2 separate regions of the Mus musculus genome follow, and region 1 is linked to region 2. The links are chromatin contacts, called in public promoter capture Hi-C maps. All regions are on one chromosome and are shown on one strand. Each heading gives the region's core, a stretch centred on a gene start, on an enhancer-like site or on the middle of the called end of the contact. The rest is flanking DNA. Distances are from core to core; before and after follow the strand shown.

Region 1 (4,043 bases), core at 810-3,309, 250 kb before region 2:
AGGAGACAGTCAGACCCATTGTCACCCTTCCTATAGTCAGTAGATGTGATCTAGGGTAAAGAAAGGCTAGGAAATCTCAGGAGAAGGGGATACAACTTTTAATGACTCTGGGATTTAGTGACCACTCATCTCCATCACCTCATGATCAATGTTCTCCACACAGCCTACAAACCTAGACTTCCCAGTGTGGTCTTGGCCTCAGGCAGTTGATCAAAGGCATTCTCCCAGATAAAAGCCTCCTTCAATGTTAGCCACTGCCCCATATGGGGCTGTCCTGTCATTGGTTGTCTGACCCCCTAGCAGGCATGTGGCTGTGTACTCTCCTTCCTGTTCTCTTTGGCTGTCCCTCTGGCTCTGCCCTTTCTGGAGCAAGAGCCTGGCTGTTGCCAAGGCAGAGCCCTCATTTTGATCGTCCTGGAGATGTAATCGTGGGGGGCAGCTTCTCCATCTTTCGCTTCTCTAATGGTACCCTATCTAATTTCACTGCCCCGCCAGCTGGGCTGCAGACTTCAAGGTAAGTGCTGGATGAGGGGTGGGGGTCTCTGAAAGCCAGAAGCAGCTCTACAAGGTTGTGCAAAGCCTTGGATAAAGGTTCATTCTCAGACCCAGCTACATGGCCACGCCCTTTCTCTGTGTAAATGCAGTAGCTCTGCTGCTCTCTTTTTATATCACCTCTCTCCATCTTTCTTTTTATATCACCTCTCTCCATCTTTCTTTTTTATTTGTACCAGACTGAAATCTAGGGTGCTCATTGGCTGAAATGTATGTGCTCCACAGGTCAGGTGTGGATTCTTGATCCTTTTATACCCTTGCTTCTTTAAATAGGGTCCAGGTAGGCATGCTTGTTAAATGAATAACTGTAATCAATAGATTTTTTTTTTATCAGTCACCAGCCCCTGTGGTTCCTCTCTACTGCATTCCCCTTGCTTGTTATTTTTTTTTCTAAGAGTCTCATGTTGCCTCCAATTCACTAGTTAAAGATGATGTTGAATTTCTGATTATCCTGCCTCCATCTTCTGAGTCCTGGGGTAATAGGGTGTACTACTACACTTAGTTAATGAGGATATAACTCCATGAACCGAGCCATATCCACAACCATTTTGTGTCCATTTTTGTCCCAGCCTTTCCAACATATTGTTGCACATAGCAGTTCCCAGAATAGCGTTTTTTTTGGTTCTTCTTATTATTTTTTAATGTTTATATTTAGCTTTTTAAAAAAATTGCAGCAATGGCTGAGTGTGGGTTGTTTGACTGTACTCCGAGGACTTGTGAAGCTAAGGCAGGAGGATTGTTAATTTCAGGCAAGATTGGGGTACATAATGTGACCTGAGTAAAAAACAGTTGATAAGAGTATTTTCTAAAGTAACTACTATCATTCTGTATTCAACCACAATTGCAAGAGACTTCTATTTCTGCAACTTCACATTTAACATCACTTTAAATGATTTTTTGTTGTGTGCTTGATTGTATCTCACTTTGTGCTATAACTAATCTGGCACTCCTTGTGAAGTTCAGGCAACTGCAGTTGTTGTGAGACCATGTCTGTAATGCCTGAGTCATGTCTTGAAGGCAGCATTTCACAGCTCTTTCCCATACCTTCTGGCACTTATTTTCATCAATTATGAATAGTTAACCGTAATTGTAACCAACCATAGTATTCAATAGATTTATTTTTCTTATTTTTTTTGAGTCAGGGTGTCTCTGTGTAGGCCTGGCTTCCTGGGTCCAGCTATGTAGACTGTGCTTTGGTCTCTGACTCACAGAGATCTTCTTTCTGAGTGGTGGGATTAAACAAGTATGCTACCAAACAAAGCTCATGTGATAGATCTTCAAATGTCCCTCCTGTCTTCTGAAACTCTCCCTCTCCCTTTGGTTACTGTCTCTGCCTTCCCTCTGGCTCCCCTTTGACTCTTCTTGAATGTTCTGTGCACATCTCTGTATAAGTATTTGAGGAGATGTACATTTTTACTCAGATCACTTGAGTCACAGTGTTCATTCTTGTTCCATTTACCACATAATGAGTGATAAATGTGGACTTCTCTTTCCCTCAGCGTTTCCATGTGGGGCTACCGGGTGGCCCAGAGTTTCGTCTTTGCCATTGAGGAGATTAATAGGAGTACTCACCTGTTGCCTAATTTGACACTGGGCTTCTCTATTCGAAACTCTGGGGACTCAGCGCATGGAGCCCTCTATGAAACAATGGGCTTTCTCACAGGGCAGGAGGAGCCCATCCCCAACTACACATGCCAGCATGGCTCTCCTCAGGCTGCTTTGGTTGGGGACACACGGTCATCCCTGTCTGTCTCCATGGCCAGACTTCTGGGGCTGTACAAGTTTCCCCAGGTGAGTTGCACAACGCCTTATTGTTTAGTGAATGTGGTGCAGTCTCTTAATGATGACGGTGATGGTCACAGCAGTGAGCAGCTCTGCTGAGGAGCCAGCTTCCCTGAAATATTCTCCCCATGTCCAACATGGTTCTCTCCTCCATGTATTGATAATTTAGAAATAATTATCATCCCCCTGCATTGACAAAAAAACAGAGACATTTTCCTTTTTTCTATTTAAAAATACTTTAATGGATTTATTTATTTTTAATTGTATGAGTATCTTGTCTTCATGTATATGTATGTACCACATGGGTACCTGGTACCCATGGAAATCAGAAGAGGGCATTGGATTCCCTAGAACTGAAGTTACATATGACTTTTAGCTGTCACAAGGGTGCTGTGTTTTGAACCTTTGAACCTAGGTTTTCTGAAAGAGCAGCAAGTAGTCATAACCACTTACCTGTCTCTCCAACACTTTGTTTATTATTATTAATTATTATTATTATTATTATTATTATTATTATTAAATGAGAGAGAGAGAGAGAGAGAGAGAGAGAGAGAGAGAGAGAGAGAGAGAGAGAGAGAAAGAATGTGTATGTGTGTGTGTGTACTCCACACCAGTGCCATTGTGCCTTTTGGATGTCAGAAGACAACATTTGGGAGTCAGGTTTTTTTCTTATACTATGTTGGTTCTGGGAATCAAACTCAGGTTTGTAGGCTTGGTGGTGTAATTGTTTCTGCTTGGATGGAAATCAAACTCAGGTTTGTAGGCTTGGTGGTGTAATTGCTTCTGCTTGGATGGAAGGGAATCTGGGGATTCAGATGCCCAGGAGGCCACGCAACTCTGAAGGGAGAAGGTACAATGCAGGGGATTCTGAGACACAGGAGCCTAGGAACAACCTCTGAGGCGGGACAATGTCCCAAGGGAAGGGCATCCTGTGATATAGGAGCCCAAGAACCTCCAGGAGATCTCAGAACCCACACAGCTCTGAGAGGAATCCTCCTCAGCAGAGGTGTTGTAGCTCCTAGGGGAGGGTACCCCGGCTGAGCTGAGGACCTCAGCTCCACCCTACTTCTTTGTTTCTTCCCGTCTCTTCATTGTTCCTTGTCTTCTTCCAAAGAGAGAGTCACATCAGCCAGCATAGCTCACAAAAGAGATCTGTTGGATCCCGGGGAGGAGGAATGAACTCAGGAGTGGCTGCTTCTGCTCCCACGTGTAGACAGTAGGGAATTAAACAAAGAGCAGGTGTTATACAGACTCTCTTAGGTGCCAGACCTTTTCAGGGCGGAAGTTCCCAGATTAAGGATTGGAGGAATTTCAATTCCTGAGCTTAGGGAGCTCAGAGATTGGTGGATTTTCTTGTTTAGTGATTGGTAGTTTTTTGTGGGAAGCTCGGGGACTGGTGGGTTTTCCTGCTCAGGAATTGGTAACTTTTTTCACCCTTGTTCCTGCCGTCTTGAGAACTTCTGTGGCAGCATCTTTTTTTTTTTAAATTATTTATTTGTTATTTTATTTATTTCCACTTCAAATGTTGTCCTTCCCAGTTTTCCCTCAGCAAACCCATTATCCCATCTCTCCTTCCCCTTGCCTCTATGAGGGTGACCCCCACTTCTACCCTACTGCCCTCACATTCCCCTATTGAGGCATTGAGCCTCCACAGGACCAAGGGCCTCCCCTTCTATTGATGCCAGATTAGGCAGTCCTCTGCTACATAT
Region 2 (3,982 bases), core at 230-2,729:
AAAAAAAAAAAAAAAAAAAAGCAAGATTTGGACTCACCCCAGGAGGGCCATGGGTTGATGGCAGCCATTCCTGAGGATTAACCAGCCAGGGTCCTGCCCAGGAGCACTGCAAGTATCAGCCTAGAGACAAAGCGAAGAAAAAAAAAAAAAAAAAAAAAGGCAAAATTGGTCCAGTCTCACAAAAAGTCCAGCGAGAACAAAAACAAAGAGAACACATCCACAAAGTTAACAAGACCCCTAAGAAGCATGATAAAAACAAACAAACAAAAAAACCGCGCGCGCACACACACACAAACACACACACACACATTGTGCAGTAAGTGGAGCACAAGTAATACCAGCAATGGGGAGGCAGACAGGAGAATCCCTGGGAATTTCTGACAAGTCAATAGAGTGGAATTAGAAGCTTCCTGGTTCAGAAAGAGACCCTGTCTCAAAGCCAAGATAGAGAGCCACTGAAGAAGATACCTAATACTAACCACATAGTTATCACTGACACAGACACACTTTGGGATAAAGTGTGATCGTCTGCAAAGGTTAAAGCCAAACAACAGCCATCACCACCTGCAAGATCTTCCAGACTCAAGCCCATCGATCCCCTCTCCCCTCCCGTAGTCGCGTCAGAGACAAAAAAAAAAAAAAAAAAAAAAAAAAAAGTCTAGAGTCAGACCCCACAAATGCATGGATTCCGGGTCTTTGTGTGAGGTCCGCAACCGCTTGGTACTGAGTTTGGTACTAAGCACTGGCACACTTACAGAGAGAGACTCAGATACCCTAGGATTTGAGTCAAACAAAGCTCAAGGCAAGCAAGTTGTAAGAATCCTACACCCCCCCCCCCCCCCCCCATAACTCAAGGCAAGCAAGTTGCAAGAACCATGCACGCACACCCTAACGGGACAGCACACACACACCCTCTTGTCACTTCAAATTTAAAAGAACCTGAGCCTTTCCCAAGTCAGGTTTGACGCCCTTTACAGATCTTTGCTTGGAAGGGACCGGTTAAGAGCCTGGCTCTCCTTCAGGGCCTCCGCAACCAGGTCGCTCCAGGCGCTGGTTTCAGCAAGCTTCCCGCCTTACCTGGCTCGCGGCCACTGGCCCTGATTGCACTGCGGCTGAGCTGGCTCGGGGCTGCTGCACCGAGCGTCTGGCTTCTGTCCTGCACCGAGACAACGTCCCAGGCCTGGCCGACTCGGCCCACTAGGGCCGGCCTTTCCCAGTCTGTAGAAACAGCGCACCCAGACCCGGGACCTGGAGGGTCGAGGGCAATGGGGGCACCGAGTCGGCGAGAGAAGAGAAGGCACCCGTTGCACCCCGGCACTGAGCCAGCCCTGGCCGCAGGCGCCGCTTCTCCGTGGCCGTTCCAACGACCTGCCAGGCTCTCCGTGACAACGACATCGGTAGCCCTTCGGTCCGGAATAAGGCCTTACTTTGGCCGCGGACAATGGCGGCCGCACCCCCCAGAGTCGACCAGGACACACCGCGAGGACTATTGGGAGTTGTAGTTTCAAAGAGACGCGCTTCTCGCTGCTACCGGAAGTCGGCCAAGGCCATTTTCAGAGCCTATTCTTCCCAAGTACCGCTCTTGAAGCACCCAGACTCTTAGGTTCCGCTTGTTTCCGAGGCCTAGAAGGGCGGTGGTTCTCTCATTTGCCATCACTCCCCAGGTGATGACAGCAGGATAGTTTGGTAGGCCAGGACCTCAGTTTGAGTCTCAGTAAAATTGCAGCTCAAGCAAGGTAGCTACTTTAAAGTCGGAGCTTGATGAGGGTGAGTGATCTCTAGGAAGCACTTCCCTCAACCTTGACAAAATTGAGAACGTGGTTGTTATTATACCTTTATTTTATTTTTAGACGAAGAACATAATTCTGACTGGCCCCTTGCATATGATTGTTGGAGATTAAATTTCAATGCATGAGTTTTGGAGGTGACAAAAATATACAAACCATAATCTTTATCTTCATTTTTGTTTCCTGATGCCTTTAGATCAAATATGACATGAGAGTTCAAACTTGAACAGAGCCATCAAGTCTTATTTTGGAACGTAAATTCATATCCTGTTTTATACTGACATACTGAATTTTTTGAAACTGGCATTAAGTGATTGAATTTCATAAAATTTACCATCTTTAAAAGACAATAAAGGTTCTTTATTATCAGTCCCTGAAAATGTAAAGTGATAGCTTTGAACTAACTTTTCCCCTTTCCTTTTGTCTCTTGGTCTTAAGAAACGTCAGTTGCAAAAGGCATAGTAACTTGCAGTTTGAGACACTTCTTTGCTAGTATTTCTTGAGCAAATACATGTATCATTACTAAACCCTAAGAAACTGCAAATTTCTTTCTTCCATACAGTTACAAGAACAGAGAGATTTTCTGCACAGACTTAAAATAACAAAGTCAAAGATCTTTAGGTAGTATTAGTATAAAGAAAACAAAACAGGGTGTTTGGATTGAGATTTTGGGGAGAGGCACTCAGAGGTGGCTGGTATCCAAAAGTGATATTGTGTTCAGATCTGAAAGAAAAGAAACCACCTAGTGACTGTATGAGGAAGACATCTTTAAGCATAGAGAACAGCAAGTGTTAAGGCCTCAAAGCCAAATTGGCCTTTTCCTGTTAGAGGAGATTGGAGTCTAGGAGTAGGAGTGAAATGAGATGAGCTTCAGGGTACAGAGGCAGCATCAGGGGGTGGTGCATTAAGGTGGTTTGAGGAAACTGAGGCAAGTCCCATTGTTCTCTAAGTTGTGAACTATGGTTTGAATTTTATTCAGGTAACAAGAGGAAGCCAGTGAAGGACATGTAGAGACCTGATATGAAAATCTAAAGAGTAAGAGACTACCAATGCCAGCTCTATTATACTATACCCAGCAAAACTTTCAATCAGTAGAGATTGAGAAAAAAAGATATTATTTATTATTAGATATTTTCTTCATTTACATTTCAAATGCTATCAAAAAAGTCCCCTATACCCTACCCCCGTCCTGCTCCCCTACCCACTCACTCCCACTTCTTGGCCCTGGCTTTCCCTGTACTGGGGCATATAAAGTTTGCTAGACCAAGGGGCCTCTCTTCCCAATGATAGCCAACTAGGCCATCTTCTGCTACATATGCAGCTAGAGAATGAGTTCTGAGGGTACTGATTACTTCATATTGTTGTTCCACCTATAGGGTTGCAGACCCCTTCAGATCTTGGGTACTTTCTCTAGCTCCTCCATTGGGGGCCCTGTGTTCCATCCTATAGATGACTGTGAGTATCCACTTCTGTATTTGCCAGGCACTGGTAAAGCCTCACAGGAGAGAGCTATATCAGGGTCCTTTCAGCAAAATCTTGCTGGCATATGCAATAGTGTCTGCATTTGGTGGCTGATTATGGGATGGATTCCCGGGTGGGGCAGTCTCTGTATGGTCCATCCTTTCATTTTAGCTTCAAACTTTGTCTTTGCAACTCCTTCCATGGATATTTTATTCCCTATTCTAGGGAGGAATGATGTATTCACAAGTTGGTCTTCCTTCTTGAATTTATTGTGTTTTGGAAGTTGTATCTTGGGTATTCTAGGTTTCTGGGCTAATATCCACTTATCACTGAGTGCATATCAAGTGACTTCTTTTGTGATTGGGTTACCTCACTCACGATGATATCCTCCAGATACATCCATTTGCCCAAGAATTTCATAAATTCATTGTTTTTAATAGCTGAGTAGTACTCCATTGTGTAACTGTACCACATTTTCTGTATCCATTCCTCTGTTTAGGGACATCTGGGTTCTTTCCAGCTTCTGGCTATTATAAATAGGGCCGATATGAACATAGTGGAGCATGTGTCCTTATTACCAGTTGGAACATCTTCTGGGTATATGCCCAGGAGAGGTATTGCTGGATCTACTGGTAGTACTATGTCCAGTTTTCTGGGGGAACCTCCAGACTGACTTCCAGAGTGGTTGTACAAGCTTGCAATCCCACCAGCAATGGAGGAATGTTCCTTTTTCT

What was found. Promoter capture Hi-C pulls out the DNA fragments that hold promoters and counts their contacts.
Region 1: a contact with region 2 is called in a promoter capture Hi-C map of embryonic stem cells, with 2.6 times the contacts expected there. The contact joins the promoter of Vmn2r56 here to the promoter of Zfp606 in region 2. A contact is called at or near these places in 1 of 39 promoter capture datasets (embryonic stem cells) and 3 of 115 datasets of contacts at active chromatin or transcription factors (embryonic stem cells, extraembryonic endoderm stem cells and large pre-B cells).

The regions. Positions count from the first base shown.
Region 1 is chr7:12,731,121-12,735,163 of GRCm38.p6, reverse strand. Vmn2r56 (vomeronasal 2, receptor 56) reads left to right here and starts at 2,059. Exons shown (of 6, transcript NM_001104648.1): 1 at 2,059-2,343. The coding sequence starts at 2,059.
Region 2 is chr7:12,475,802-12,479,783 of GRCm38.p6, reverse strand. It overlaps Zfp606 (zinc finger protein 606), which reads right to left and starts at 1,479. Exons shown (of 7, transcript NM_026112.4): 1 at 1,078-1,479; 2 at 38-120. The coding sequence starts at 68.